7 separate regions of the Mus musculus genome follow, and regions 2, 3, 4, 5, 6 and 7 are each linked to region 1. The links are chromatin contacts, called in public ChIA-PET, HiChIP or PLAC-seq and promoter capture Hi-C maps. All regions are on one chromosome and are shown on one strand. The core of a region is the stretch at or near the end of the contact, and the rest is flanking DNA. Distances in the headings are between cores, read along the strand shown.

Region 1 (3,962 bases), core at 718-3,217:
ACTGCACAAAAAATATTTACATTTTTTACTAGTAGTCTTAACTACTACATTATAATTTTAATGGGAATCTTTTTAATATAAAAAGGCAAAACAACAACAACAACAAAAAAAAAACAAAAAAACAAAAAAACGGGGCAAGCCAAATGGCTCAGTGGTTAAAGGCACTTGCTGCCAAGCCTGACCATGTGAGTTTGATTCTTGGTATGCACCCTGCAAATTGTCTCCTAGCTTCTGGATATATATTACAAGGCAGACAGGCAGACACACACTAAATATAATAAAAAATTAAAATAAATAGTGGCAGCTTCGTGGTTAGTAGCAAAGAAAAAAAATCCAACTATTTTTGCACATGACTTCAAGCATAGTTTCAGACATTTAAAATATCAAAAAAAATAAGGGCTAATCATAATGCTAATTTATAAATCAGAGACTTGTTGACAAAGCTTTCTCAAAAACCACACAACATCACTTTCAGGCAAAACTCTACAAAGCCCTTTAAAGTTCAAGCAGTTCTTATTACCACTTCTCGGGGAGCGATGATGTGGCAATCCAGCAGCGAGGGAAAATGTGGGAACAGCCACATGTGCAAAGCCCAAGAGAAAACACTATCTTTAAAACCATGATTTTTTTAAGTCTTTTTACTTTCCCGAGTTAAAACAGTTCATTCATAGTTTACAGGTAATTTATCAAAAGCCAGATTTAAAGAAAGAAAGAAAACCCCAATGGTCTAAGGTTGTAGTGTGCATATGTGCCTTGCATGCCTGGCACGATGGAAGCCCTGGGTTCATCCCCACCACTTCATCCACGGGGTGTGGTGACACCCTGAAACCCAGCACCCCAGAGGTACAGGCACAAGGATCATAAGTTCAAGGACGTGCTAGCTAGGGCACCAACTTACAACGCAGCCAGGGTTACCTACATGAGACTCGGTCTCAACATCTGTCTTATGTCCCCACCACCACACTCCCAAGCCAAAATCCCTAACAGCTATAATTCAAAGTCATACTAGTTACTAAGTAGAAGCCAAGCACTTCTGTGTGCTTGGCCAAAGAGTTCATAACATGGCTCGTTATTTCTCATGCCCTGGGCCACAGAAACTTAGAGAAAGAAAAGGAATTCTTTCTGGTGACCACTCAAACTAGTTGTTTTTATAAACTAGCAAAATTAATGGACATGGCGGGCAAGGGGGAACAAGTTTCTACGTTTTTACATTCTGCCAAGTTTTTAGCCCAGGTCAATCGTTGGAAAGAATAAACTTACAAAGCTCGAAATAACTTTTTCGCAGCATATTTTCAACCAGCAAAAACTGGCTGGAAAAGGGAGGGGAGGGGAGAGAAATTAGAAAAGGAAGGAGGAGGCCATCCGGCCATACTCTACGGTAGCGGCTGACAAGCAGCCGGAGGAAGGGGACGGATTTGGACACCGAGCCTCGCGGTCCACACAGACCGCGATGGGCGAGCGAGGGGGCCGGGCGAACACGATCCACGCGCCGAGGAGAAGAATCTACAGTGGGCGAATGAATGGAGGCGCGCCGGCGTGTGGCTAGCGACACGTCAGCGCAGAGCTTGGGGACGGGCGGCCCGCGGCGAGCGCGGGCGGAGAAGCGAGGCCGACCCTGGCGTGGGTCCTGCGGACCGCGGGCTTCGGGCCCGCGCTCGCTGAGGACGCCGAGCTGCGGGGGGTCCCGGGGCGGGGGATAGCATGGCCCACGAGAGCCGGGCCGGGGGTCGGCCGCGGTCCCCAACCCAGCCCCGCGTCTCTCACCTCCGGGGCCGCCTCGGAGCAGCACGGCGGCGGGAAAGGCCAGCAGGAACAGCAGCAGCAGGCGGGGGAGGAGTCTCATGGTACGGCCGGTCAGCGTCCGGTGCGGGTCCGCTAGGGCTCTCGGAGGCTCTGGCGGTAATGGCGTTACTCTTCATCCGGGCCGCGGTGGAGGGGCGGGGCACGCACGCACGCGCGCCATCCGTCGCCCCTCCCCGCCACCGTCGACGTGGCCTCTAAGCGCCCAGGGGCGGGGCCTGCGGGCCGGGAGATCACGTGGCCGGCGGTGGCGGGGACCAGGGGAGCCTACGGGCTCCCGCGAGAGCCTAGCTGAGCAGGCTTATCTCTTCCAGATGCTTAGCATCGCTTTGTCCCCCGTTGCTTTGAGGGGCCAAGGAGTGGAAACTTCCCGCATGTGTGGCAGTTGAAAGACAGAAAGTAAAGGATATGGATAACGACAAAATAAATAAATAAAAATAAAAAGCCGAAAGTGATGTCTCACATTGTAACCCCAGAGTTTGAGAGATGGAGGCAGGAGGATTGCAGCGAGCTGGAGACCAGCCTGGGCTATGTAGCGAGTTCGGGGCAAGACTGGGCTACAGAGTTAATACCTTGTCACAAAATTCTACCCCCCCTGCAATAAACAATCGGAGTTCTGGAGTTTTATTCTTTTAAATTTGACTGTCTCTCTGGTGTATAATTGCCAGTGCACAGATAGATGTAAAGGTCAGTCAAAGGACAACTTCTAGGGAACTGATTCTCTCCACATTTTAGATGGGTTCTGGGCTTGAACTCTGATCATTAGAGGTTCAGTTCTGTAATTTTTCTTAACAACCCAAACTTAGCAATTACCTAGCCTTTCTGCAGTTTCTACGCCAAAGATCTCACTTCTGGCATATTTCTGGCAACTTCAGCTGGTCAGTGTGAAACACTCGGGATGTAGTGGCTGCGCTGAGAACCTCCAGCCACAATCCTGATTCAGGGACTGTCTTGGTTACTTTTCTGTTGCTGTGAAGAGATACCATTACCAAGGCAACTTATAAAAGAAAGTGTTTGATTTGTAGGCTTGTTTACAGTCTCAGAGGGTGAGTTCCTGACCATCGCATCAGAGAGAATGGGAGCAGGCAGGCAGTGCTAACGTGGAAGCTGAGAGCTTATATGTTCAGCCCCAAAGGACAAGGCAGAGAGGTAAGTCCAATGGTACGGACTTTTGAAACCTCAAAGCCCACACCCAACAATGCACCTCCTCACATAAGTCCTTACCAAACAGTTCCACCAACTGGGATGTAACATTCAAACACAAGCCTACTGGGGCAGTTCTCATTCAAACCACTACACAGGTTAAGCAGCCACCAGGATCATTGGAGCCTCTGAGCCACAGAGGGACAAATAAACTCCCCTCAGAATTGTTGAAGATGACTGAAGTGGAAGTCACAGACCATATCTCAACTTAATTAACCCCAGTAGGTTCAGATCAGATGAACACATGTCTGACCTGAACAGGGGAAAGAGACTGTCTATAAATTCTATGAACATTAAGGAGTCAGAAGTGCCACCACCTGAAGTCAGACCTCAGAAAGGGAGACAGTGAGATCTTCGGTACAAGGACAGTGTCTCTGTACCATCCCCTCAGTTACAGTCCTTGTCAGTTTCTTGTGCCAGGAGACACTCCCGGGTTAAATACGAGGATCTTGGATATTTGATGGGGTTGAAGACTAATTATAGTCTCACAAGCAAACTTAAGTTGTTTAGCATTGAAAGAGATGATATAGATTTGAAAGGATGTTTTTCAGATGGTAATGTGTACTGGCTGGTTTTGGGTGTCAACTTGACACAAGCTGGAGTTATCACAGAGAAAGGAGCTTCAGTTTGGGAAATGCCTCCTAGAGATCAGGCTGTGGGGCATTTTCTCAGTTGGTGATCAAGGGGGTAGGACCCATTGTGGGTGATGCCATCCCTGAGCTGGTAGTCTTGGGACTTGCTTGTAAGAGAGCAAGCCAGGGGAAGCAAGCCAGTAAGTAACATCCCTCCATGGCCTCTGCATCAGCTCCTGCTTCCTAACCTGCTTGAGTTTCAGTCCTGACTTTCTTGAGAGATGAACAGCAATGTAGAAATGTAAGCTGAATAAACCCTTTCTTCCCCAACTTGCTTTTAGGTCATGATGTTTGTGCAGGAATAGAAACCCTGACTAAGACATAATA
Region 2 (3,962 bases), core at 926-3,425, 510 kb before region 1:
GGGGGAACAACAAAGGAGGAGGAGGAAGAGGAGGAGGACAAGGAGGAGGACTTTTTGTTTTTAAGTTTAGCTTTTTTTGAGTGTTTTTCGTTTGTTTGTTAGGGTTTTTGTTTTGTTTTGAGAGAGGAGCTTATTGTTTACTCATTATGTAGCTAAGGCAACCTTTGAACTCACAGACATCCACCTGCCTCTGCCTTCCTCCTAGTGCTAGGATTAAAGGCCTGCATCACCATACTGGACCCTTAATGGACTTCTCTCAGACTTGTTCAGCATTATGAGAAAAAGGAGGAGGGGGAGATGATTCTGGGAGATTGAGCAGCCAAAGGATAAAACTGTACTCATTTCTCAACAGCAAGCCTTTGCAACCTAAGCTCCCGAGTAAAAATTTTTTAAAAAGGCAGGCTTCTTTTCCCTTCCCACAAGGGAAAACCAGAAGGGGTGGACCACTAGCCCTCTTGTGAAAAAGATGCTCCATCAGTTCATTCAAATTCCAGCCCAGCAGGTCCACTTCCTGCCTCTCCCATCCTTTGTCCATCCTGCAGAGGAGCGCTGTAGTTTGCTAGCCCCACACAGAACTCCCTAGGGCCATTCCCTCGCTCCTTGGTGACCCTCATCCCTCCGTGGCCACCAACCCTCAACCCCCCCCCCAAAAAAACTAAGAAAGTCCACCCTGCACTCCATCTCAAAATGGCGTTCCCTCCCCCAGCTCCCCCCCCCCCCCAAGAAGCCTCATTCCTCACAACATTCTAAGCTCCAGGGCTGTAAGTTTTGCATCCTCTTTTCTTCCCAGCCAGTCGTAGTGTATATTCACACCATTCTCTCTGGGCCAGATCTCAGCTGATGGGAGCAAAACCCTGTCTGTCTGTCTGCTTTCAGCTTGTTTCCATTCCATCCAGGGCCAAGCTTCCCAACTACCAAAATAGGCAAGTGTCCCAGGTTTTCCTGCCGTACCTCTAACCTTGGTTCCTTGATTAAGTACTTGGTTCCTCTCTACACAGAACTGGACTCTGTCCAACTTGTGTCTCTAGGTCTTCAAGTGTTCACTCAGGAGATGTTTTTTTATCCACAGGTCCCTGTTTACCATTGGAGTTGGTTCTTAAGGATCCTCAGAAAGCATCAGGGGAGGGAACCCTGGTCCACAGCTCTTGCCCCACCCCACCCCGATCCAGGCAGGAAAAGGAAGCCCCTTTGTATGCACAACTTGCTGACAATTGCTGGCTCTTGCCAGAGTGGCTTTCCTCTCTCAACATAGGAAGCTGCTAAGAACTGCAACAGGGCAGAGACAGAGAGAGACAGAGAGAGAGAGAGAGAGAGAGAGAGAGAGAGAGAGAGAGAGAGAGAGACAGAGAGAGAGACAGAGAGAGAGACAGAGAGAGAGACAGAGAGAGAGAGAGACAGAGAGAGAGAGAGAGAGAGAGAGAGAGAGAAAGGAGGAGCTGTCCCTTCCGAAGACAGCAGGGTTGCAGAGGCCGCACAAATGCTACTGTGAGTTATTTCGGGACCAGCAATGAAACACCGAGCCAGTCTTTGCTCTCTGAGCCAGCCACACCAGCGCGGTTCGACTTTTGACATCTTTTCCCTGTGACGAGAAACGGCTGGCTCTTTCAGCAGTTATAGGGGAAAGGGCCTGCTAACCAAAGGGAAGGAAACCCACACCACAGACCCTACAGGAAGGAAGGCCTGCGCCTGGAAACTCACAGGCAGGAGCCATTAGAGGGCAGCAAGTGTCTGGGAACCCAGGCAGCAAGAATCTCTCTCTCTCTCTCTCTCTCTCTCTCTCTCTCTCTCTCTCTCTCTCTCTCTCTCTCTCTCTCTCTCTCTCTCTCCCTCCTCCTTTCAATTACAGGGTGTCTCTAAAGGCAAAGCACCAGGCTCCAGCGTCAGCAGAAATACGAGTTGGAAAGACCCAGACCCAGGCTGTTGGAAGGGAAGGCACCCTCCAATCCCCAAAGCAGGCCCCTCTTGGCAAGGTCGAGCAGTGGCTGTGCAGGTCTCACCCTTACTGCCCCGGAACCCCCCTGGGTCGAGGACCCTGGCAGAACCAGCGCTGCTGTGCAGAGAGAGAGAGGGTGGGGAACTTGGGCACCCAGCCTTTTGTGTCACTTTGCTCCTTGGCCTCCTGCAACTCTAGGACAAAGGAGCGCCTGGGAGCTGCCAGCAGCCTGGGGGCACCACTGGGTTTGACAAGGAAGGACGAAACCTGATCCCTGCCAACGGGACAAGTCCTTGTGCTGTTCTGTGAGGTGACCCAGTTCTGAGACCAGACCGCTAGGCTCTGATCACACTGCATCTCTCACACACCCTGCTCGCACCCCTCGGCCTCCGAGGTAAGACCGTCGCATCCTTCCTTCCACCCGGACAAGTGAGAGCTGCCACTGGGGCGTCCCCTGCGGCAGCAGCTGCACACTCTAAGGTGTTGTGTTTTATTAAAAAATAAATAAATAAATAAATAAGAGCCAAAGATATGTTTGATAGAGCCAGGTATGGTGAGATGGGAGGGGTGCCTCAGCTAGCCCATGCTGAGGCATCCCCTAACCCCTGAGGTACCAGCCATAGGATAGTATGGAATAGAGTTTATTTAGGGCAGGGAAGGGGATTTGGGAAAGGAGTAGAGGGGGCGGGGGAAGAGGGAAGAGAGTTGAGGAAAGGCTGGCCAGGAACATGTGGAAAGAGGGGGAAGGGGGAAGGGGTCAGGAAGAGAAGGCGCAGAGCAAGCAGCCCCTTTTATATAAGTAAGCCAAGCCTACCTGGCTGTTGCCAGGTAACTGTGGGGCAGAGCCTAGAAGGAATACTAACATTCCTCCGTTTTGATTTAATTTTTTACAAAGGAAAAACTAGAAAGAGGTGATGGTAAAGCAGGAATCGGGTCGCCGTAATTTTTAGGGGCTTCCTGCGGACTTTGGGGCAACATGTCTCTGGGAAACCTAAGAAAATGGGTGTATGGATGTTGGTCTTAGGAAAGCTGGCTGTTTCCTTGCTGTCCAGGGTCTGTGGACCCATCTGTGAGTAGGAAGGAGTAGGCCCAGCAGCAGCGGCAGTGTCTGTGAGAGTAGATTAGCACATCTGTAGGTTACTTCACTGGAACGGTCCTGGATGTAGATTTTGAGTAAACACCTGGACTTGAAACACCCAGCTCTCCTAAGACTACACTCAGGGGAAAGGGATGGCTCAGCATAGGCCTGCAGAGACATCCTTGGCGCTCTCTCTCTCTCTCTCTCTCTCTCTCTCTCTCTCTCTCTCTTTCTCTCTCTCTTTGGTTTTTCAAGACAGGGTTTCTCTGTGTAGCCCTGGCTGTCCTGGAACTCACTCTGTAGACCAGGCTGGCCTCGAACTCAGAAATCCACCTGCCTCTGCCTCTGCCTCCCAAGTGCTGGGATTAAAGGCGTGTGCCACCACGCCCGGCTTCTTTCTCTCTCTTTTTTTTTTTTTAAATAGAACACAATGTAAGGGACCCAGGGGCAGCTAGGAGTGGTTTCCTGCCTATCCTGCCAAGGAGCCTCTTTATATTTTACTAAGGCTTCTACCAGGAGAAGGCTTCTGGACTCTAATTAGAGCCCAGTCGGGGTAGGTCACTGGGAGACAGCAATTGAGGGTCTGGTGCAATCTGGTTACTCATTTCTTTCCCCAAGCCCCCAGAGGACAGCCCTGACTCACAGTCACCGGATTGGAAGACCTTCAGATGACATGTTCTAGTTCAAAGGGCCTGGGCAGATTCAAGTGTCAAGTTGAAGGTGACAGGTTACCAAATCCTAGCACTGAGCTTTCGCCTAGCCAACACGCACAGGCTGAAGCAAGATGCCCTGTTCACCTCCTTCCCAACACTCAGTCTCATGTCCACCCTGTTGAGAAGAGCTCCCTTGCCCTGGCCCTGACCTACAGCAGGTGACCTAAGTAAGGCTAGTCTCCCCATCCCGTCCACCATACCCGATGTTTCTTGGTCAGATAATTCTTAGTTATTTTGG
Region 3 (3,962 bases), core at 613-3,112, 480 kb before region 1:
GGGCCTCGGATCCCCTGGAGTTACAGGTGGCTGTAGAACACCTGACACAGGAACTGGGAACTGAACTCAAAGCCTCTGCAAGAGCACTACCTGCTCTGCCACTGAGCCATCCATCTCTCCAGTCTCCAAGCCTGCCACCTTCAAGAGTACAGAGCCGTATTGTTCCAGACATCCCTACTGGTATGTTACCACCACTACCATCCCGCCACAGAACTTCTCAAACCAAATCTCTGAACCCAAATAAACAACAAGTCTGTCTGCCTGTCTGTCTGTCTGTCTTTCATGCACACAAACGCAGAGAGACTCAGACAGACACACACACATGCACACACACACACACCCCTTTTTTGTCATTATTTTAAATACTGAGACAGGGTCTTTCTCAGCCTAGGCTGACCTCAAACTCACTATGGAGCTGAGAATTACCTTGAACTCCCGGCTCCTCTACACCAAACACACTAGAACGCACCATTCACACGGTACTGGGGATTGAATCCACGGCCTCATTCATACTAAGTGAGCATCTACCAACTGAGCTCTATACCTCCAGCCCAACCTTTCACCCTCCCTTCTTACCCTTGCCAACTGCCTTTCGGCTGTCTGTCTCTGAATCTGAGTACTCTAATATCTAACACAAATGGAATAATAAAATATTTGCCCTCTCCCCTCCCCCTCTGCACCCTGCTTCCCTTCTTGATGATAAACCTTCTTTATATTAGGTCGGTCTCATGACTTGATTTCTCAGAGGGAACGCTTTGGTGTGGGCCTGCCCTGGCACTTCCTTCAGCCACAAAACAAACAGTTGTTACACTGTTAATCATTATTTTGGAATAATGACCCTCAGAGTGTCTTCATATGTTTTTTGTTGTTGTTTAATAGCTAAGTAAATTTAAAAATGAGTGCCCTGACTGTAAATGCAGTTCATTAGGCTAGATTCCCTATCAGAGTGAATGAGGCAACCTTGGCTTTCTGAAATGATCCGAGAATCTGTCTTGGCCAGTCAAGGACAAAAGAAACACAAGGTTTCTGCAGAATCTCTAGCTGACTTTCACTTTTAGGAGCCTCACAAACACTTAAAGAAAAAAAAGCTAAATGAGGGTGGAATGAGTTAACTAGGGAAGGAGGGGAGGGGAGGGGAGGGGAGGGGAGGGAAGAGGGAGAGGAGAGGAAGAGGAGAGGGACAGGAGAGGGAGGGGAGGGAGAGGGAGGAAGAGGAAGGGAGAGGGAGGGGAGGGGGAGGGGAGAGGGAGAGGGAGAGAGGGAGGGGAAAGGGGAGAGGAGGGAGGAGAGGGAGGAGAGGGTGAGAGGAGAGGGAGAGGGGAGGGAGAAAGGAGAGGAGAGGGAGAGAGGAGAGGGGAGGGAAGAGGGGAGGGGAGGGGAGAGGGGAGGGGAGGGGAGAGGGGAGGGGAGGGGAGAGGGGAAAGAGGAGAGGGGAGGAAGGGAGGGGAGGAGAGGAGAGGGGAGGGGAGGGGAGGGGAAGGGAGGGGAGGGGGAGGGGAGAGGGGAGAGGAAGGGAGGGGAGGAGAGGGGAGAGACAATGTATCACTGATCTTTGGGTCTCTGTGATTGTATTCAGAAAGTTTCCTGCAACCAGGAGCCAAGTTCCTGGAGATAACTCTGTGTGTGTGTGTGTGTGTGTGTGTGTGTGTGTGTGTTACAAATTCCCGGGACCTCATATCTTAGGGTGGGCTTTTTCTACCCATTCTTCCTTCCAAAAAACGCAGCAGTCATATTTCAAGTAGCACGGATCTCAGAAATCTCCAGCCTTTGTCTCAGTTTAGCATAATTTATGAAATCAAGCATAGCTGAGGGCTGAGCAGAGCGGCCTAGCTTTCCGACATCAGGCAGGGTGTCTCGGCCTGCAGCAGGTGTGGCAGCCGCTCGGATTATTTGTTTTTCCAGGTCAGGTTGGCATATTTCTAGCCTTGAGCTCCGAGCAAATGTTTAAATTTCATTTTCAGTCATCTGGCGTTCCTTTCCCCAGCATCAAAGGCAGGCCCCTGCATGCTACCCTCCTAGATCCTCTGTCTTCGCCCGGGGCTGATGGGATACAAGAGATGGGAGGAGAAGAGAAAGTAAGGGCTGGGCGGGTGCTTTACAGATCTTCCTAGGAGCCGCTTCTCCGCCACATCATATTCATCCTCCGCACTCACTCTTCTCTGAGGGCTTGCTTTGCCCCAGCACTGAGTATTGGACTTGTTTATGCAGCTCAGCAGTCGCTCTTTGTGGTTGCTATAGCAACCACCAGGGGTCAGTTTATAAAGGGGGAGGAAGTCCGCTTTGGGGGAGGCAGATTTCCAGCTTCTGTGCAAAGCACAGCAGAAAACAAAAGCCCAAATACCCCGGAGGAAACACGCGGGAAAAGCGTTCTACCAGTCCAAGCATCGTGCTGGGCCTGAAGAGTCACGATCCACTGCCGCATTTCTTCCCTGCAGAAAGACCATTCCAGCTAGTGGGAGCAAGAAAGCCTCACCCTTGCATTCCCCAGATTACTCTCTCTTTCCTTCTCCTTCTGCCCTTTGGCTTAATGGCCTAAAAGCATCTGTGAGTGAACTCTCTGGCAACTACGCGTTAACTGAAAACCAGAGGCTACAAATGCTGTTCCGTTCATCTTTTTCGTAGAGACAGAGGCACCAAGTCACTGGAACCACAAATGGTGTCAAGGTCCAACCTTGACCTTAACCAAGTCTCTGTTTAGAACACCCTGGGGAGAAGGTCTCAGGATGCCCACACAGCGGAGAAGTTTTAGCACTAACTTGCTTAGCTGACCAGACTTAGCAGATTAAGAGGACCAACTAAATATGATTTTCAGAGACAAGTGATAAGAGAAAATCTGAGTTGAGTTCATTTCAACAGTTAATTTGGCCAGAAAGAAGGTTCTAGATCCAGGCAGCTCTCTAGTGGGAAGCCAATTCAGAATGTCTTCAACAGTTTGCACAGACTGCGTTCATAGCCAGAGAAAAGGAAGTGACCTACAGAAACAGCTTGCTTAGTTAGAGTCAGCATGGACCCACGCGGTTGAGTTTGGCAGTGCGTAGCCTCTGATTGGCTCCACTGCATTACTTGGTTATCAGAAAACGCTCTTAGGTTACGGCTTGCTTTCATATCAACCTAGATTTCAGTTCACCATATATGGAGACCGTCTTGGGCCAAATTTTAACATTTAAGAATGGAATCAGATTTAGGCCAAACTTATGAATTTAACACCACGAGTTACATATAACACATAAGGAAAATGAATATATCTTTGTATGCATTCTTTATAATATTAGGGAGATACGTATGCCAAGGCTAGTCAACTTTGGACTCTAGTCTTTCTTCTTTATAACCGTAAAATGTCAGGAACACAAGAGATCTTTGTTCCAAGCAAGGAAAACACAGATCACCTTTTGGAGTATTCCAAACTCTTGCATCATCGCATTGGCTGGGAACAAAATGGACGGGCATGATTTGCATATATGCAAATCAGAAACCTGTCGAAGATAGACCGCATCACTAATCTTTCCTCAGATCTTTGCAAACACCACACAAAAGTTGATTAAAAGTGTTTGGCGCTGCATTTTTCTGAGGGACTGCTCCTACTTTTTCATTAATAGTATAAAAAATCATCTTTTCTAAACGACAATGGATTTTACTTTTCTTGACAGGAAAAGCATTTTATGGGCATGTGCTAAGCAATAAAAGGCTTGCTGAGCATCCGACTGGGAAAGTCTGAGTGAAGAACAGGGCCCTGGAGAGCTGGCAGTGTCTGTAGCCGCTCAGTTCCTTTGTGACATCCAAGCATATATGTCCATACAATATAGAAAACGACATTAGCACCTTCTAAACTCAAACTCTTCCCTCTCTCCCTCCTCCCCTCCCTCCCTCCTGACCTCTCTCCCTCCTCCCCTCCCTCCTTCCTTCCCTCTCTCTCTCCTTCCCTCCCTCCCTCTCTTCCTCTCTCCCTCTCTCCCTCTCTCCTT
Region 4 (3,962 bases), core at 623-3,122, 460 kb after region 1:
TGCTTTGATGAGTTCTGGTCAAATGTGGAGAGGCAGTGTGTCCTGGAGCAGGCTGAGGGCAGTTCTTTCCCACGTTGAGTCACAGTGCACTTTCAGGGAGGCTTCCCAAGGAAGCTGGGAGGGAGAAGATGAAGGAGGAAGGCCCTTCACTAAGACTTTGAGATTGCTTCACCATCTGTGGAGGTGGGTGACGCCTCCCTGGGGGTCTCTAGTCATCACCATTGGGGCACCCGGACTTTTGCGTCCTGACAAAGACAAGGCTCAATCCATTTTTGCCCCCCAAGTTTCCCTTTGCCTGAATGCAGTGAATTGAAGACAAAGGGGTTTTCCATCGTGTTGTTTGAAGGGCATAGAGCTTCATGTAGCCACATAGCTGAGGCTCTTTGAGATTAAATGTCAGCCTGTCCAAGAAAATAGACCCCAGCTTTAAGTTTTGTTTCCATTGGCATTTTGTTTGAGGCCATAAAAACCAATGGTAAAGTGACAACACAGACAAGAAAGTCACACAGGCGTTCCGAAATCTCGTTTTGCTTGCTCTGTACTTTCTGGCTTAGCCCTGCCTAATCATACGAGGTCTCCAGCATAGCAAGGCGGGGGAAGGCAGGTGATGTAGGTCTTGAGACTACACAGTCAGCAACGTCTGGGGTTGGTGGACCATAGTGTTGCCGTCCCATACAACACTCCCTCTCTGTGGCCAAGCCTGGGCGGGTGGGTTCCTCTTTGGTTCAAAAGGGAGCTCTCAAAAGCCAGCCTGTCCCTCCTTACTCCGTCAGTCAGGTCCTTCCATCCCAGTCAAATCCTTTCCAGAATAGGCGCCATGCTTGCTTTCTTGTGTTCTCCATCTTGGGCAGATTATTCCCAGCTGTTTTCTTGGGTTCCCCATGGTACCACGGGGAGCCATGTCTACCTGGAGAGGCTCTCCCAACACCTTTTGCCAACCTAGATTTGAGTTCCCCAATGGCAAACTGTCCTTTGCCGTTTATTCCGTCCTGGGTTCTTCTTGTCAGCTTCCGAGAAGAGAGACCATTAGTTGCTGGTTGCTGTTTCGTTGCTTTGGTAAAAGAATTGGTGGGAAATATAGTTGGTTGACGACGGTTTGCATAATTGCTGGTGACTTATTCCCGCCCACCTTTTACCTTGCTTCTTGCTGATACCAGACAGAAAGAGACAAGTCAAGGCAAAGTGCCAGCCGTGTGGGCATCAAGATGTGACACCCCATTGTACCAAGTGTACATTGTTGTGTTTTGTAAAAAGATAAGAGAGGATCCAGGGAGATGTTTGGTTGAGGGCGCAGTCTGGTGTGGGGGGAGGGGGTCCCTCTGTGGGCCCATGCTGAGGCAACCCTTTCCTTGAGGTACCAGCCAAGATGCAGTACCAACACACCTCATTTGTAAATATGAAGTTAGGGTGATCGTACGCTGATGAGGAGTGGGCTCTAATCTGTGTGATTGTATGCCTTTACTGCGTGGCTGATGCCTTTTGTTGGTACAGTACATTCTTCCCAGGCGCATGCTTGGCGCATGCTCATTGATATCCTCAACAACCCCGCCTCCTTCCTCCTACATCACCTCTCACCCTTTTATATTCAGTGTTGGGGAGAGATCTCAGGTCTTCCACATGTTCCCCGCAGCAAGTGCTCTGCCACTGAGTTACCCAATCCCCCCCAGCCCTGCCTGTCCCCTTTCCGCTCTGTGGACGTTGGCTCTTTATTATCTCAGAGCTCTGGTGAGGCTGGAATGTTGCTCTCAAGAAACCCCCAGGTCAAAAGTCAAGTCCGAGATGCTTGCTGCCCTCGGCCTATCTTTACTGTTCTGCTCCGCTCACTCCTGCAAACCTGCGGAAATGCCTGCTTGCTGATCTCATCCTCCTGTGATCTGAGACCTTGTGACTTAGCCAGGGGGAGGTGGGGAGCCACCCACCCTGTGGACCCTCTCCTATGGGCGAGGACCTGCTGTGCTTCTGGGAAAACAGAATGTCAAGTGAACAGTTTAGCTTGGACCGGGTCCGGAGGCAAATCGGTCACTTCACACGGGGATCCTCTGTCCATTGTGTGGTCAGGAGGGGAAAAAAAAAAAAAAAAAAAACCCGAAGTGAATCACCAGAGCGAAGAATGCGCCGTCTGGTGTGGGCCGCAATAATAAAGTATAATGTTTTGAATTAGAGCAGAGAGGGAGAAACTGAGAAACCTTTGGCTGGCCACTTTGTTGTTCCCATTGTTCTGCTCTGCTCCCCTCCCCTCAGATATAGGCTTGGATAAGAATGCACTTCTCCAGCCTGGTTTTTTCCTAAGCTCAATCCTGAAGTGACATGGCAAAGTCATGTTAGACATGGGCATTATTGAGGAGCAGCAGATCCAAAAGTCACATTTCACCAACGGCCCCGGGAAGCTGAGATGAGACACTGTGAGAGAACAGGCTTCAACTCAACCCAGAGCGTATTTTCCTTACCCCACGTTAATTAGTAAATCAAAACCAAATGAAAAACTATAAATAAGAGCCTGCCACTAATCTGTCACACTTGAAAGGTTCCCAGATTAATTTTTCTTCCTGGCTCTATGTTACTGATCGTGGTCGCCCTGTAGGAGGGAAAGGATTCCCAAATGCCTTGGTAGGCTGGCATCTCTGGGGGCCTCAGGAATAGGACAGCTTTACAATAGCATTGCTCTGGTCAGGACTACCTGGTTAGCTGAGAGGTTACGTTTCTCTTGAGACAGCAAAGTGGAAGCGACAGGCTGTGGATTTTTCTCTCCTCCAGCGTTCTGGGGTGTTCTCTGTCTTGTCTGTTTCCAGTCAGATAGTCTCACACTTGGCCCCAGTGAGTTTGTATGAGTTTGGCCAAGCAGAGAATGTTACCTTTTCAAGTACATTGAGAATCCAACAGGGCTGCACAGAAGCAGCTCAACTGAGTCTTGGGGACTTGGGGGGGGGGGGGGGGAAGTACAGAAAAGGCAAGCCATTCTCTTGGAGCCATGTTGGGAGAAACATTTTGTTAATGTTTTTGCAGGGGCCTGGGATCCAAGTTTTGTCTATTAAAGGAAAGGAGAGGCCCTGGTCTGTTTGTATGCAGATCGCATAGCTGGACTAGGAAGCTCTTTGCACCGCCATGGTGGTGTCTTTTCATTCCATGGTGGTGTCTTTTCATTCTTGGGTTTAGAGCCCACACCCACACACCCCCACCCAGGCATCAACACACAACCCTGTGAAGACCTTCACCATCATCTCATGATGCCTTGGCTTTTAGTTTGGCTGGAAAATATTCCCGTGTGTGAGCTTGCTGTTGTCAGGCCAGCCTGTGCTTGAGAAATGCAGTCCTGCTGCCTTTGGGGGTGTCGTCCCCTCACTGGACAAATGCACACTGCTACCTGCTACAGGCTGCGGAGGGACACGAGCCAGCAAGGGCAGGCACACACTGGAAGATCTAGTCAAACTAAAGGCCACCAGGTGATGGCACCAGGTGACGAGGGTCTTAATGGGTTGTGTGTTGATGCCTCGAGTTGTGAACCTGAGAATGAAAGGACGCCACACTGTGGATGCAGACAGCTACCCAGCACAGCCTGCTAGGAGCATCTAGGAGGGCACTTGAACCAGATGGGACAAAACAGAACTCCACATCCTTACCCGCCTCGCCTCTGAGACACCTGCGTTTTCTTTTTTCCCTCGCCACTGGCCTGTTACAGGGACGAAGCTTGAGGAGGGCTGTGTACAGGTGGCTCTGGCTAGGTATATGTGCTAGGCTGCCCTGTGCCAACCACCCTCGGGAGAAGTTGGAAAGGACCATGAGAAAGGACTCTACCCACATCGCTGTGCTTGGCACACTGAGTGCTGTGCCACGGAGTATAATAGGTTATCAGATGTGGTGTAATTTGATAGGAATATGAGCCTTGGTGACCTTGGGAACTGAAGCAGGGGACTAGCCTGTTGGTTATTTTTTTATTTTTATTTATTTATTTTTTTTTACTTTCA
Region 5 (3,962 bases), core at 507-3,006, 450 kb before region 1:
TACTTAAAAGATGTTGCAAGAGAGTCCTGTGGTCCTACGAGAAGATGCCAAGCAAGATGAGTCTCTCTCAGCACTGCTTCCAGCGGATGGCAACTTCTCTTGTGTGGCCTTCAAAGCAGAGGGGACTGCAGCCTAGCTCAGGAGCATTGAGAGCCTTACTCATCTGTGAAGAGGTGAGCATGACAGACCTGGACTTGGAGTCCAAAGCAAAGAGAAAGGGGCAGTGGGATAGGGACCTATGGCCCGTCATGGCAGCTGCTGTCCCCTCTACCCAGGCCCTCTATTGTGTCCTCTCATAGACATTCAACCATCCAAAAGGGCAAGTGCATGCTGTTATGGAGTGTGAAGTGTCCCTTCACTGACTAGGCGGATGAGGACAAGTGACTGGATCCTAAGGGCTCTGAGCTAATCAGTGGATTAACCAACCCCTTGATGGATTTATAATTTGGAAGCATGGCTTGGAGATGCTACAAAAAGTAAGAGGCTGCTACCAGCCGGAGTATTAGGTCGCCGTGGGTGACTCTGTGGTGTTGTATCTTGACCTGGTCCTTCCTGTACCCATCTCTCAGCTTCTGCCATGAAGAAGCTTTTTCATCCCGCCCTCCCACCTTCACGATGCTCTGTCAAGAGAATGGAGCCAAGCAGCCACAGACTGACGCCTCCGAAGCTGTGAGCATCAGCAAATCTTCCCTCAAGTTCTTTACATGGGGCACTTTGTCACCACCATAAGACTAGCCAATCTACAGGCCAGATGCCAGCTCCTCCGGAATAGTTTCCCATAAGCCCTTTCAGCCCGCGTTAACTGACTGACAGGTGTCCCCATCACCCTCTTTCTCTGGCAGGCCTATTTTACACTATAATATTGTTCTGTTAGCATTGCAGGTTCCTCATTAGGCAGAAATAATATCATAATCCTATGTTCCTTGCACATGATCCAGATGAATTCTCCCTCTATTCCTGCTTCTCACACGAGCTGGTGCACACACACACACACACACACATACACATACACACACACACACACACACACACACACACAAGCACACGCACACGCACACACACACACCACTGCTACTACACCAGTAGAGACTCTTTGCCCCCCTTCCCAATAAAGGATATGCACTTTCCAGGGGGGCTCAAAGGGTCTAATTCTGAAACATAAATAGTGTGTATATGCTGGATCAGTTCAGAATCTATTATATCCAAAGGAAAAATTGTGGATCTATTTCTAAAAGTTTCCTAGTCACTTCTGAAGATAAATTTTGCATTTAAGAAAAAACTCAGAGTAGAGAGCTAGAAAGATGGCTCAGCAGTTAGTTGTGCTTACTGTTCTTGCAGAGGACCTGGGTTCAAGTCCTAGCACCCACATGGCTACTCACAACCATCTGTAACTCCAGTTCCAGGGGATCTGACGCCCTCTTCTGACTTCCACAGGTACCACGTATGCCCATGATACACATGCATACATGCTGGCAAACCATTTTTTGTGCATAAACAAACAAAGCCAAATAAAGTAAATAAAATTAAAAAAGAAAAAACAAGTAGGAATAGGAGATGTAGCCCAGGAAAGTACATGCCTACCACCTTCGGGACCCTAGGCTGAACCCTTAACACTGTAAAAATAATAATAATAATAATAAATTTTAAATATTAAAATGAATCAGAAGCCAGGCATGGTGGTACATGCCTTTAAACTTAGCACTTGGGAGGCAGAGACGGTAAATCTCTCTGAGTTTGAGGCCAGCCTGGTTTACATAGTGAGCTCTAGGCTCCTCAAGGCTACAGAGCAAGATCACATCTCAAAAGACACAAAAAATAAACCACAGTAATCCTTTGCGTTTGCTGTCTTGCTTTATAACTGCATTGTCTGATATGAGCGTATTTGTAACTGCAGGTAACAGAACACTGAAAATTAGAGTCCTTGGAGAAATAGCAGCCACCTAACTCAGTTAGCCAATGAGAGCATGTAACAAGGGTACCAAGTCAACTGGGGCAGGACTGGCCTTCACCTTCAACACCACTCAGTGTTCGTATCTCTCACTGCGCAACGAGTTTTGTTTGGTTTTTCATTTAAGAAAAGCAGACTTGAGGGACCTGGGGAAACAGCTCAGTATGTAAAGTGCTTGCACGATCCCCTGCACCCCCATAAGAGCTAAGTGCAGTGCTGCGCCTGTGATCCCAGGACTGGGGATGAAGAGGCAGCGGGATCATTGGGGCTTGTTCCCAAGGTCTGTCAAAAATGGAGCTCCAGATTCACTGAGAGGCCCTCTCTCTAAAAAGTAAGGAGGATGGAGCTGAAGGTTTTGAGCATCAGCTGCTCATCCAGAGGACCTGGGTCCAAGTCCCAGCATCCAACATGGATGCTCACAACCATCTGTAATTCTAGTTCTTGGAGATCCAATGTCCTCTCCTGGCCTTCAGGGTCATCAGGAATGTATGTGATGCAAAGACACTCGAGCATGCAAAACACCCATATATATAACAATAAGTGTGTGTGTGTGTATGTGTGTGTGTGTGTGTGTGTGTGTGTTTTAATGAGGAAAGTAGTTGAAGAAGATGCTCAGTGTCACTCTCAGCTCCCCAGGCACTAACACATATGCAGAGGGACACACACCTGTGCTTGCACACAGAGAAGTAGATCTGAATATATGAGTGCCCACCGGTGGCCAGCCAGGGATGCTCTCTGCAGCCACACCTCAGTACAATGATCACAGCATGGGACATGGATGCCACTGGGGTCCATTCTGAAGGACAGCTCTGTTTCCTGCCTCTGGCCAGCATCTGTGGTCAGGCAAAGCTACGAGGAAATACAATGAAGGTCAGTTTAACAAAGACCCCAGTGTGGGTGAAATTTAACACCACAGGAGACAGACTGTGGGAGGAGGAAGAGGAGCCCAGAGCCCCAGGCTCTGTGGAAGAAATGGGGAAGGGTCAGAGAGGGAACTGGAAAGAAGCCTGATCCCACTGCAACCTCTACAGCCAGACTGCTGGAGACTTCCGAAAATGAGGCACACCAGGCACAGACAGTGGTAAGTGCTTGCCATTCTAGCTCCTTGGTATCCCGAGACTAGAAGAGGAGGAGGAGGAGGAGGAGGAGGAGGAGGAGGAGGAGGAGGAGGAGGAGGAGGAGGTGTCCAGCGTTCAGAGTTTAGGACCAGCCTACTTTTTTTACACAGTAAAAAAGTCTCTCTAAAAATATGTGTGAACATACACCACACACACACATGAGAGAGAGAGAGAGAGAGAGAGAGAGAGAGAGAGAGAGAGAGAGAAATACAGATACACAGAGACAGACAGACAGACAGAAAGCCAGAGAGAAAGAGAATGACACCCACTGCCCCGGGGGGAGGGACATCTGGCCACAGTAGGTCCTTTTCCAATGAGTGACATTTCCTTGACGTGTCTGAGCTGACAAATGCTCTGCCACAGAACCTGACAATGGAGCAGACTCCTCCTCCGAGGAGCGGATGCCCTCCCTGGCAACTGGTGGTTTTGGCTCTCACAGGTCTGGGGGAAACCACAAGGCTAGTTTCTGTTTAGTTCAGGCTACCGCTAGGTGGAGAGGGTGGCTCTCTTCCTGGCTTTTTCAGCCCCTGGTACATGCTGTCACAGGAGAAGCTTAGAGCCAGGATAGGGGCTATCTATCCCTTGGTCACGAATGTCTTGAAGACTGGAAAGGTTTTAATTTATATTTCCTCTACCCTTACTCCCCCTCCCCGCCCCCCAAGAAGCTTTTCTGGAGCAAATAAGGCCACATCGCATCAGTGTCCTGAGGAAGAGTCATGCAGATTGGGTGTACTCAGACCATAGACCCTCCAGGCATGTGGGAGTCGGGGGTGGGCAGAAGATGGGCAAGCCAGGAGTGTTTGCAGGCTGGGTGGGAGGGCATGTTAAGGGTGATCGGAGCATGAGGTCAGCTGCAGCTGATAGAGGCTGCTGGCAAGAATTGCTCTCCCACTCAC
Region 6 (3,962 bases), core at 675-3,174, 430 kb before region 1:
ACGGGAAACTTGTCTTTCACCCCTAACTATCAGAACATCGGGAGATCCCAGTCAAGAGGAAAAATGACTGCAGATGCCCTTTGCTGAGGTCCTCGGTGCAGGCCTGTGGCTAAAGACAAGCCTGTGTCACTTTTTTTCTTTGCTTCTCACACCACCTCCCCCACTCCACCATCCCCACAAGAAGGAAGAGAAAAAAGGCCACAGCGCAGACAGGCAGGAAAGCCCCAGTCCCTCCACACTAACCACCAGTCTGGGAAGTCTCAGCTGAACAATCGTAGAACTCATCCTGCAAAGAAGAGAGGATGACAGAACCCTACCCACTGCCCCCAACCATGTGCCCTAAAGCCTCTACCCTCTCCCCCCAGAGGACAGACCTATCTACGGCCTAGACCGAGAGAGCCTTCCCTGCTCACAAGATAAGAAAATGGGGCATCCAGAACCATTCTCCTGTTTTGAAAAAGGGCAAGTACCCTAGACACGTGTGTCCAAACACCCCAGCCTTATCCCTTTCACTATGACCTCAGCATCTGGGGGCGGGGGGGGGCAGAGAGTACAGGGCTAACCCACACCTGGCTTGGTCTCTCTCTAAAGTCTCTGGCTCAGCCAATCAGGCCTCACCAATAAGAAACCTTTGTGACAGTAGCATCAGAGTCACAGGCTCCGATGTTACTATTTTTTAACATCTATTAAATGCCATGGCATGCTGAGGCCATGGGGGGGGGGCAAGGGTGGGTAGCTTTGGTGGGCTGGCAAGGCAGGAGATAAACAGATGCATGCCATTCCGGAGCTCTGAGGGAAGACGCCCCTCAGAGCCAGGGCTCTGCTTTCGTGCCTGTTGTCCTTTCTACCAGCACTGTTCTCAGAACTTTCCATCCAGCACTTGGCAATGGGATAAATCAGAGCCTGACGACTTCTTGGCTACGGCCTCACTCTGCCAGGAGCGTCAGCACCGCCAGGCACTCCCTGGTGACATGGTTGGCTCCTTCTATCCAAGCACACAGTAATAAAACAACAGCTGGATGCAGGGGCATGGCTGTGGCGTTCTTTCCAGTCACTAACTGAAACTAGCATCTCTCCTTCCCCCTCTCCCACCCCAGCCTCCCCCTCCCCCGCACCCCCTCTCCTGCCCTGGTAAAAGTCAGTGAAGGTTTTACACTGGCCCCGAAGGAAAAGCCAATAGTGTTGGAAGGGACCAGGGAGATGTATGAGTGCATGGTAGATAGGGCAAGAGGGTGGGGGGAACCAAGACTGAGCTGGAGAGGCAAAGTTCCTGGACTTTAAGGCTCCTCATCACCCTCATGCCCTGTCCCAGCACATGCTCGCCCTGCCCATCCCCCACTCCAGGGACAGTGTGGAGCTGCAGGGGTGTGAAGCTGCACACCCTGAGAATATGGAAGAAGACAGTCTCAAGCTCCACTTCTGCTTCTCCTCTGGCTTTAGGTTCCTCGTCTGGAAAAATAGAAAGTTTGGGCTTAGTAGGTAACTCAAGAGGTTCCACAAAATCTCTGTAATAACTGTGTAAGCAGTCTAGCCATGTGTCTGCCTAAACACAGTATGCAATGCCTCCTGCACCTACTGCATGCAATGAGACACCCGGCAGGCAACACAACACACACTGCCTGCCATGAAACGAGACACCCCGATCTCAACACGGTGCCCTCTGAACCAGTACAGTGCCCCTTTATGCAAAGCAGTATCTTCCAAATGCATTTCAATGGCCTCTGATTTTAGGGTGATGCCCACTGGAGACAAGGCCAGCTTCCTTCTGAGGTAATGATCTGTAGAGACAACAGGGCTGTCTGTGATTCTCCTCTGAACAGGGCTCATATCCACCCCATCCTTGCCCACAGGGCCCTGCTCTGTTCCCTGGGTTTGGCACCGAAGATACCCCCTCCCCTATGCTCACCCAGGGCACATTCTTGCTCACCTTTCAAATGACTCATAGTAGCTAGGGACAGGGTGCCCCAGAGCAAGCTGGCAAGCCAGTGCCCATCCACCCCTTCCTTCTCCAGGTACCGCCACTAGGAGCTGTCTGGCTGTCAGCTGTTCCCAAGCTCAGGGGCTCCTTGGGTTACAGAAGCCAGAGGACATGGAAATTGAAACAGGAGAAGCCACTGGTGGGGGGCCAGAGACTCCCCAGGGCAGCTATGGAAAGACAGCCCTGCCAGAATGGCCACATTATTTATTGGTTCTCTAGAGGGAAGGCATATATAGTTATAAAAAGAGACTCTTCAAATCAAACGACAACTAGATTATTCAAGGCTCTCCAAAGTATACCCCAAACATCACCATCACCCCTGTTTAATCAAAGGCCACAGCCAGGGTGGGAAGTACCTAACAACAGCCTGTCAGCATCACAGCCTTTGTTTCCTACTGGGTTCACAAGACAGGGAGCTTAGCAGGGAGGGAGGGACATTTCTGGGCCCACCCAGCTAGCCCAGGCCCCACAAGCTGCTGCTTTGCTGTCCTTAACCAATGTAGGGTTAGAGGGATATTCAAAGGCTCAAGGCATTTCTACCATTCACAAACCACAGCCCGGCTGCCGGGGAGAAGGAGGGCTAGCCAACTGAAAACGCTGTCATGTGGCTCTGCTGTTGAGTGCTGGGATGTGAAGGACAGAGCAGTGGCTGGGCTGCGAATGGGTTTCACCAGGCTGGATCAGGTGGCCGCTTTCCTGGAAACTGGCCTTCTCGTTGCTAGGCTGATAAGGCAGGGACATTGCTACCCTTGGCGCACATGGGAAACCTTGTTGACACTGAAGAAGAGCTGGGATCTGTTAACTGTTGAGACAAAGCAGAGGGCCCCTGAAGTTACTCCATATCCCAGAATAACTCAGATCACCGAGGCAGGTGTGCGTTGAGAAAGCCAATGAATCCAACCTTCAGTAAGTGTTCCAGAGACAGAGAGAAAGATGGCAACAGGATGCAACTTTGGGGCATCCTATCTTCCCCATGTCCCCCCAGATTTTAGCTTCCACCCTGAATAACTGTGGACTCCTGTAACACACATGTGCTAACCGCTCCTGACGCTAGACCCCCAAAGCAGCTGCTGGGCAGTACAAGGTACAGGAAGCTGCCTCCTGGGGACACAGATCTGTATACTAGCAGGTGTGGCTGGGAAGGCCCTGGCCCTGGAGCCTCGCTGTTTATAACTGTGATGGGGGGCGGGGCATTCGGACTTCAAAGGGTTTAGAGGTCAGGAAATGAAGCCTTTTGGCAGAACTCCAGGGACAAGTAGCTTACACTGATTTCTGCCTCCACCACCATGGTGTAACAAGGCCCCTTTATGTTGTAACTCACAGCACTTGCACCTTGCCTGCAAAGTACCCTCTCCTGGACTGTTCAAACACCCCCCTCACTCACACACACACACACACACACACACACACACACACACACACAGAGTCTTTCGTCCATCAGGTAGTCACCAGCCCTTGCATAACCTGTCACTTGAATTTTTCCCAACATTCCCTGCAAGTAGCCGTCAGCCCTCGGGGAGAGGTGAATGAAGAATTGCAATGAGAAGTCCCTAAGTCCCCCTAAAATGAGCCCTGCCTCATAGCTGTTGGGGTGTGTTCGCGTGCAGGGGTGGGGTCAGGATGCAGGTGTGGCTGGCTTTACCCACTTGGAGCATCCTATTTCTGTCCCCAAAGTGAAGGACAAGGCACTGGGTTCCAAACTCTGCTTCCCACAGATCCTTCATGGAGAACAGATTGGATTCCAGAAGGCAAAGGGAATAATGAAGAGAGAAGAGGAAAAGAGAAAGGCCACTGAGACATTAATACAGAAGTAGAGATGAAGCCCACAAATGAGGTCCTCCACTATTGCCTTACAGATGATCCTGCTAGGCTCTGCCCAACAGCTGCCTAGCAACAGCTTGCCTAGGTGCTGGGCTACCCCAAAGCTATCTATCTAAGTAGCTATTTATCTATGTATCTATCTACTTATGTATCTATATATCTT
Region 7 (3,962 bases), core at 919-3,418, 330 kb before region 1:
TCTTTAATGCAGTGCTGGCTATACCACTGTTACTCCAAGCCAAGGTCATATCCTGACCTCTGTAGAGCCTGGCTTCCCAGGAGCCAGAGTCAGTACAGATAGATCCTATCAGTGCTATCATTTACAGCAGTGTCCACCCCAACCCAGCAATCAGTGCTCACACAAATATATCTGCCATTCCCTGCATCTACCATCTTGACTCCCACCCTACTCATTCTCAGAGAACCTACTCCCAGTGATAAGCCAGAGACCAGAAGCTCACCCTAGGCTCACATTTGCTAGCTCCCAATGGTTAGAACCATAAGGGCACCCATCTTAAGACTTCCTGAAATATGGCCAAGAAAATGAGTCAACAGATAAAGGAGCTTGCCACCAAGGTCTGAAGACCCAAGTTCAATTCCCAGGACCCACCCTCGGGGTAGAGCAAGGGAACTAACTCCCACAAGTTGTCCTCTGACATTTGTCCTGTGGCATACCACCTACACACACACACACACACACACACACACACACACACACGGAGTCATTTTCAAAGAACTCCTGAAAGAGCCCATCTTGACAGTGAGTACTGAGTCCCTCCCTGGAGAATATTGAGTGCTTTGCTAAAGACTACTACAGGCCTTCCTGGGAATATTGGGTCCATCACTGGCAAACACTGGGTATCTTGCTGGGGAGTAGCCTAAGGCTGTGGTGAGGTGGAGGACTCATGGGCACCATGGCAACCGCAATCCTCATACAGGCCCAAGTCATAAGAGAGAGAGGCCTTGGAAAGAAGCCTCCTGTCAAGAAAGAGGAATGAGGTTGACCTACCCAAGAGGTGAGAGAGCAGGTCAGGGAGTGAGGAGCTCCTAGAGAGGCCTCCAGTTCCCATGACGTCAGCCTCACCTTCCTTCCATGTTTCCTGAGTTCCCCGACACCATCAACAGATCCCATTTCTACTCCGGCTAAGGGAGTTTTTGTTCCTCGCCACCAACCCATTCTTGACGGAGATATCTTTCCACACAGCTGCTTTGTCTGCACCGCCCACTTCCCATTCTACCCTTCTGCGGGAATCTGTTTGCCCGTGACTATTGATACAGTCACACAGCACACAGAGCCTCGTTCTTCCCTTGAACAAATGCTGCCTGGCCTTGTCCCAAAGACAACAACCGGCAGCTCATGACTTAATCACACAACAGGTGAGCCGCGCCGTGCCAGCACTTACACCAACTTGTCTCTGACCCACTGGAATTCTTTGCCGGCTGGAGTTCCCCAGCAACAGTCCTGACCGTGTGGATTAATCTGTGGCACAACGAAGAAGTGTGTGGCACCTGTGGCCTCCAGCAGCGGGATGCATTCCAGCTGTAAGGGCAGAGCCCTGCGTAGGAGGAAGCACCGGCGAGAAGGGTTCCACGAGCCCTCAGAAGGGGCACATTCTGTCTCCTCTGGACAAGGGTTAACCACATTCTGAACCAAGCTCCCGTCTGCTACAAGTCAGCCTTTCTGCCTTTCGCTTTGGTAAAAGTGACCTTCCTCCAAGGTTTAGTAAGACTTTGACTAGAACCAGCCGTCTGTGGTTCTAAACTACTGCGCAGAACTGGACGTCCCAACCACGAACAGTTCTAGAGCTGTCTGTGCAGTCCTGCTCTCTGGGAATATGAAGGATTCTTGCACCTCGCTCTTTTCCCTCGCTCTTCCTCTTTCCTTCCACTCTGTTCCTATCTACATCTCTCCTCTCCTCTCCTCTCCTCTCCTCTCCTCTCCTCTCCTCTCCTCTCCTCTCCTCTCCTCTCCTCTCCTCTCCTCTCCTCTCCTCTCTCCTCTTCTCCTCTCTTCTCCTCCCCCTCCCCCTCCCTCCTTCCATCTTTCTTTTCTTCTCTCTCTCTCCCTCCCTCCCTCCCCCTCCTTCTCCCTCCCCCCTCCCTTGTCCAGTACTCATTTCCAGCTCTCACCTCCTCAGCTTGATGAAGGGAAGTACTTGATGGCACAGAGCTCACGAGTCCTTTTGGGAACACTTCCAAACAGGACGGACACACTGTGCCGAGGACTCTGCTCTAACAAGTGACAGCTACTTTTTCCCTTTGGATAAGGCCCACGGTTCTGACAGGCTTCAGGATGCCCCCCCTGCCTGTCCTTCCTTGAAGCTTGCTCTTTCAAGGGCCACTGTTTGCAATGGAGACTGGCACTCTACCTTAGAAAGACCAAGAGCATGTTCTTTTGGTTCAATCTTTTTTTTTATTTTATTTTAATTTTTCACTTTTAACTGATTTGTTAAACCATAAGGACTGTGCACACTTATAGGGCACCATATGGTGTTTGGTACATGCACACACTTGGTAATATTTAAAATAGGATAAGCATATCCTTTTTTCTTTTTTGTGGTGCCGGAGATGATCAAGCTCACATCCTGCACTTGCTAAACCGGCCCTCAGCCCATTTCCTTATAGTGAAACCGTTCCAAATGCCTTCTTGAGAGACTTTATACAATGCACCATTGTTTCCTCTAGCCACCCTACCACCTTGCTCCTAACCAACTGTGGCTCAGGACCCATTGAGCAATGTGTGTCCTTTATGCTGATTGGTCCAGAAATGGTAGTCACCCCAAGAACGCCACTCCTCACAGGACACCTTTTCATTCAAGCCTTGCTGTTGTTTTGTTGTTTAGGTAGTGGGGAGGTCTCATGATGCAGCCCTGGTTGGCCTGGAATTCGCTAGGTAGACAAGGTTGACTTTGAACTCACAGAGCTGTCTGCCTGTCTCTTGAGTGCTGGGATTAAAGGCATGCACCACTCCACCCAGCCAGGGTGACATGTTTTAATGAAATATTAGTATTTATTTAGTGTGTATCTGATTGTATCCCCCCTTAACCATTTCTTATCCTTTAACCCAGCCTTCCTAGAAGACTTTTGTACTTTCATGTCATTTTTTTTAATGATTCCTGAGTTTAATTAGGGTTGCTTTTGTGAGCATGGGTATGGTGACTCCCCTTTCTCCAGCAGCCATTAACTGCCAATAAACCCTCATTAGAGAATGTGGCCTTATAATTGTGTACAGGGGCCACTGGAGACTAAAGATGCTGGAATCTGGTACTGTACTGGTTCTGGAATTACAGTATCTGTGAGCTGCTCACCTATGAATGCTGGGAACTGAACTGCAGTCCTCTGTAAGAGCATCAAGCAGTCTGAGTTGCTGAGCCATGCCTCCAGCCCTAACGTCGTCCTTCTATGAAGAACCCAACCCCCAGTGATGGCTTTAATCCACTCATGATGGTGGTTCCTCCATGGCTTTCTATTTGGCCTCACCTCCCATCATGATTTTATTGGAAATGAGTTTTCATCTAGCATGTGACCTCTGGGGGTGGGGGGTGCATTCAAATCATGACACTTGTCATACTTCATTTTCAAAGGATCAAATTGGGTCCTGCTACCAAAGGGAGTGAGAAGCCACAGGCACACTTAGCCTCAGTGGCTCATTGCCCAAGTACCACTCTGCCTCTCTTCTTACCTTCCGCATCCTTGAACTATGCAACAATCCCTGGTTCGTAAATACACTAATTACTTTGTTCATCTTGTATGCTTCACAGAGTTCCCTCTGTGATGGTAAGGTTGCCTTTGTCAGTTTTGGTTACAGACTTCTTTTACTAAATAAATTCACTGTCTTTATGATGAAAATATCTACAAGAAAAAAAATTTTTAAAACCGTAGGTAGGTTAGCTTTTCATTACTAAACATGTGTTGAAAATAAACAGCCATAAGGAAAAAGAGTTTTGCTTTAATAAGTTCTAGAAGTTTCACTCTGTGACTGATTAGCCACACAGGACATCATGATGGAAACAAGTGAAAAAGAGAGAAAGGAGGACCAGGGACACACTATCCTGGTCAGGGACATACGCACAAAGACTCTAAAACCCATCTCTTAATGTCTCTACAAGCTTTTAACAGCGCCACACTGGAGACCAAGTCTTTACCCATGAGCCTCCAAGG

What was found. Promoter capture Hi-C pulls out the DNA fragments that hold promoters and counts their contacts. ChIA-PET counts read pairs in DNA pulled down with a chosen protein or histone mark. HiChIP or PLAC-seq counts read pairs in DNA pulled down with a chosen protein or histone mark.
Region 2: a contact with region 1 is called in a promoter capture Hi-C map of pre-B cells. The contact joins the enhancer-like site here to the promoter of Ssr1 in region 1. A contact is called at or near these places in 8 of 39 promoter capture datasets (the 3T3-L1 cell line, the C10 cell line, cranial neural crest and 4 more), 12 of 115 datasets of contacts at active chromatin or transcription factors (acute myeloid leukemia, bone marrow-derived macrophages, craniofacial prominence and 8 more) and 1 of 9 other capture datasets (pancreatic islet).
Region 3: an H3K4me3 HiChIP or PLAC-seq map of stem cell-derived neural progenitor cells shows a contact between it and region 1, with 23 read pairs. The contact joins the enhancer-like site here to the promoter of Ssr1 in region 1. A contact is called at or near these places in 7 of 39 promoter capture datasets (the 3T3-L1 cell line, the C10 cell line, cranial neural crest and 4 more), 13 of 115 datasets of contacts at active chromatin or transcription factors (the SCID.adh cell line, T-cell acute lymphoblastic leukemia, astrocytes and 7 more) and 2 of 9 other capture datasets (embryonic stem cells and liver).
Region 4: an H3K27ac HiChIP or PLAC-seq map of extraembryonic endoderm stem cells shows a contact between it and region 1, with 4 times the contacts expected there. The contact joins the enhancer-like site here to the promoter of Ssr1 in region 1. A contact is called at or near these places in 4 of 39 promoter capture datasets (the 3T3-L1 cell line, liver, pre-B cells and 1 more), 3 of 484 Hi-C or Micro-C datasets (the HL-1 cell line and embryonic stem cells) and 1 of 115 datasets of contacts at active chromatin or transcription factors (extraembryonic endoderm stem cells).
Region 5: an RNA polymerase II ChIA-PET map of memory CD8 T cells shows a contact between it and region 1, with 162 read pairs. The contact joins the promoter of Lncbate6 here to the promoter of Ssr1 in region 1. A contact is called at or near these places in 4 of 39 promoter capture datasets (the HPC-7 cell line, liver, pre-B cells and 1 more), 2 of 484 Hi-C or Micro-C datasets (B cells and bone marrow-derived macrophages), 9 of 115 datasets of contacts at active chromatin or transcription factors (effector CD8 T cells, embryonic stem cells, large pre-B cells and 3 more) and 3 of 9 other capture datasets (adipose tissue, embryonic stem cells and liver).
Region 6: a contact with region 1 is called in an RNA polymerase II ChIA-PET map of effector CD8 T cells, with 7 read pairs. The contact joins the enhancer-like site here to the promoter of Ssr1 in region 1. A contact is called at or near these places in 4 of 115 datasets of contacts at active chromatin or transcription factors (effector CD8 T cells, large pre-B cells, microglia and 1 more).
Region 7: a FOXA1 HiChIP or PLAC-seq map of pancreatic cancer cells shows a contact between it and region 1. The contact joins the promoter of AI463229 here to the promoter of Ssr1 in region 1. A contact is called at or near these places in 2 of 39 promoter capture datasets (pre-B cells and stem cell-derived epiblast-like cells) and 4 of 115 datasets of contacts at active chromatin or transcription factors (bone marrow-derived macrophages, effector CD8 T cells, memory CD8 T cells and 1 more).

What each region holds. Positions count from the first base shown.
Region 1 is chr13:37,992,241-37,996,202 of GRCm38.p6, forward strand. Ssr1 (signal sequence receptor, alpha) reads right to left here and starts at 1,968. Exons shown (of 8, transcript NM_025965.4): 1 at 1,765-1,968. The coding sequence starts at 1,843.
Region 2 is chr13:37,481,161-37,485,122 of GRCm38.p6, forward strand. All of the region lies in intron 1 of Gm40914 (a long non-coding RNA gene), which reads right to left. Among named protein-coding and RNA genes, the nearest start is that of Gm40914, 4.2 kb to the right of the region's middle. Within about 2 kb of position 2,176, at least 166 of the 459 cell types and tissues checked have an H3K27ac peak or open chromatin away from gene starts, as enhancers often do. A contact at or near this core is called in acute myeloid leukemia, bone marrow-derived macrophages, embryonic stem cells and 5 more, where this site is marked.
Region 3 is chr13:37,512,164-37,516,125 of GRCm38.p6, forward strand. All of the region lies in intron 2 of Gm30863 (a long non-coding RNA gene), which reads right to left. Gm29590 (a long non-coding RNA gene) reads left to right here. Exons shown (of 2, transcript XR_003950565.1): 2 at 1-258. Among named protein-coding and RNA genes, the nearest start is that of Gm29590, 5.5 kb to the left of the region's middle. Within about 2 kb of position 1,863, at least 100 of the 459 cell types and tissues checked have an H3K27ac peak or open chromatin away from gene starts, as enhancers often do. A contact at or near this core is called in astrocytes, differentiating embryonic stem cells, hippocampal neurons and 2 more, where this site is marked.
Region 4 is chr13:38,448,924-38,452,885 of GRCm38.p6, forward strand. All of the region lies in intron 1 of Bmp6 (bone morphogenetic protein 6), which reads left to right. Among named protein-coding and RNA genes, the nearest start is that of 4930579J19Rik, 11 kb to the right of the region's middle. Within about 2 kb of position 1,873, at least 31 of the 459 cell types and tissues checked have an H3K27ac peak or open chromatin away from gene starts, as enhancers often do. A contact at or near this core is called in extraembryonic endoderm stem cells, where this site is marked.
Region 5 is chr13:37,538,380-37,542,341 of GRCm38.p6, forward strand. It overlaps Lncbate6 (a long non-coding RNA gene), which reads left to right and starts at 1,757. Exons shown (of 3, transcript XR_382205.2): 1 at 1,757-3,029.
Region 6 is chr13:37,559,652-37,563,613 of GRCm38.p6, forward strand. No RefSeq gene overlaps it. Among named protein-coding and RNA genes, the nearest start is that of Gm47754, 19 kb to the right of the region's middle. Within about 2 kb of position 1,925, at least 92 of the 459 cell types and tissues checked have an H3K27ac peak or open chromatin away from gene starts, as enhancers often do. A contact at or near this core is called in effector CD8 T cells and microglia, where this site is marked.
Region 7 is chr13:37,665,567-37,669,528 of GRCm38.p6, forward strand. AI463229 (a long non-coding RNA gene) reads right to left here and starts at 2,169. Exons shown (of 3, transcript XR_382206.3): 1 at 1,932-2,169.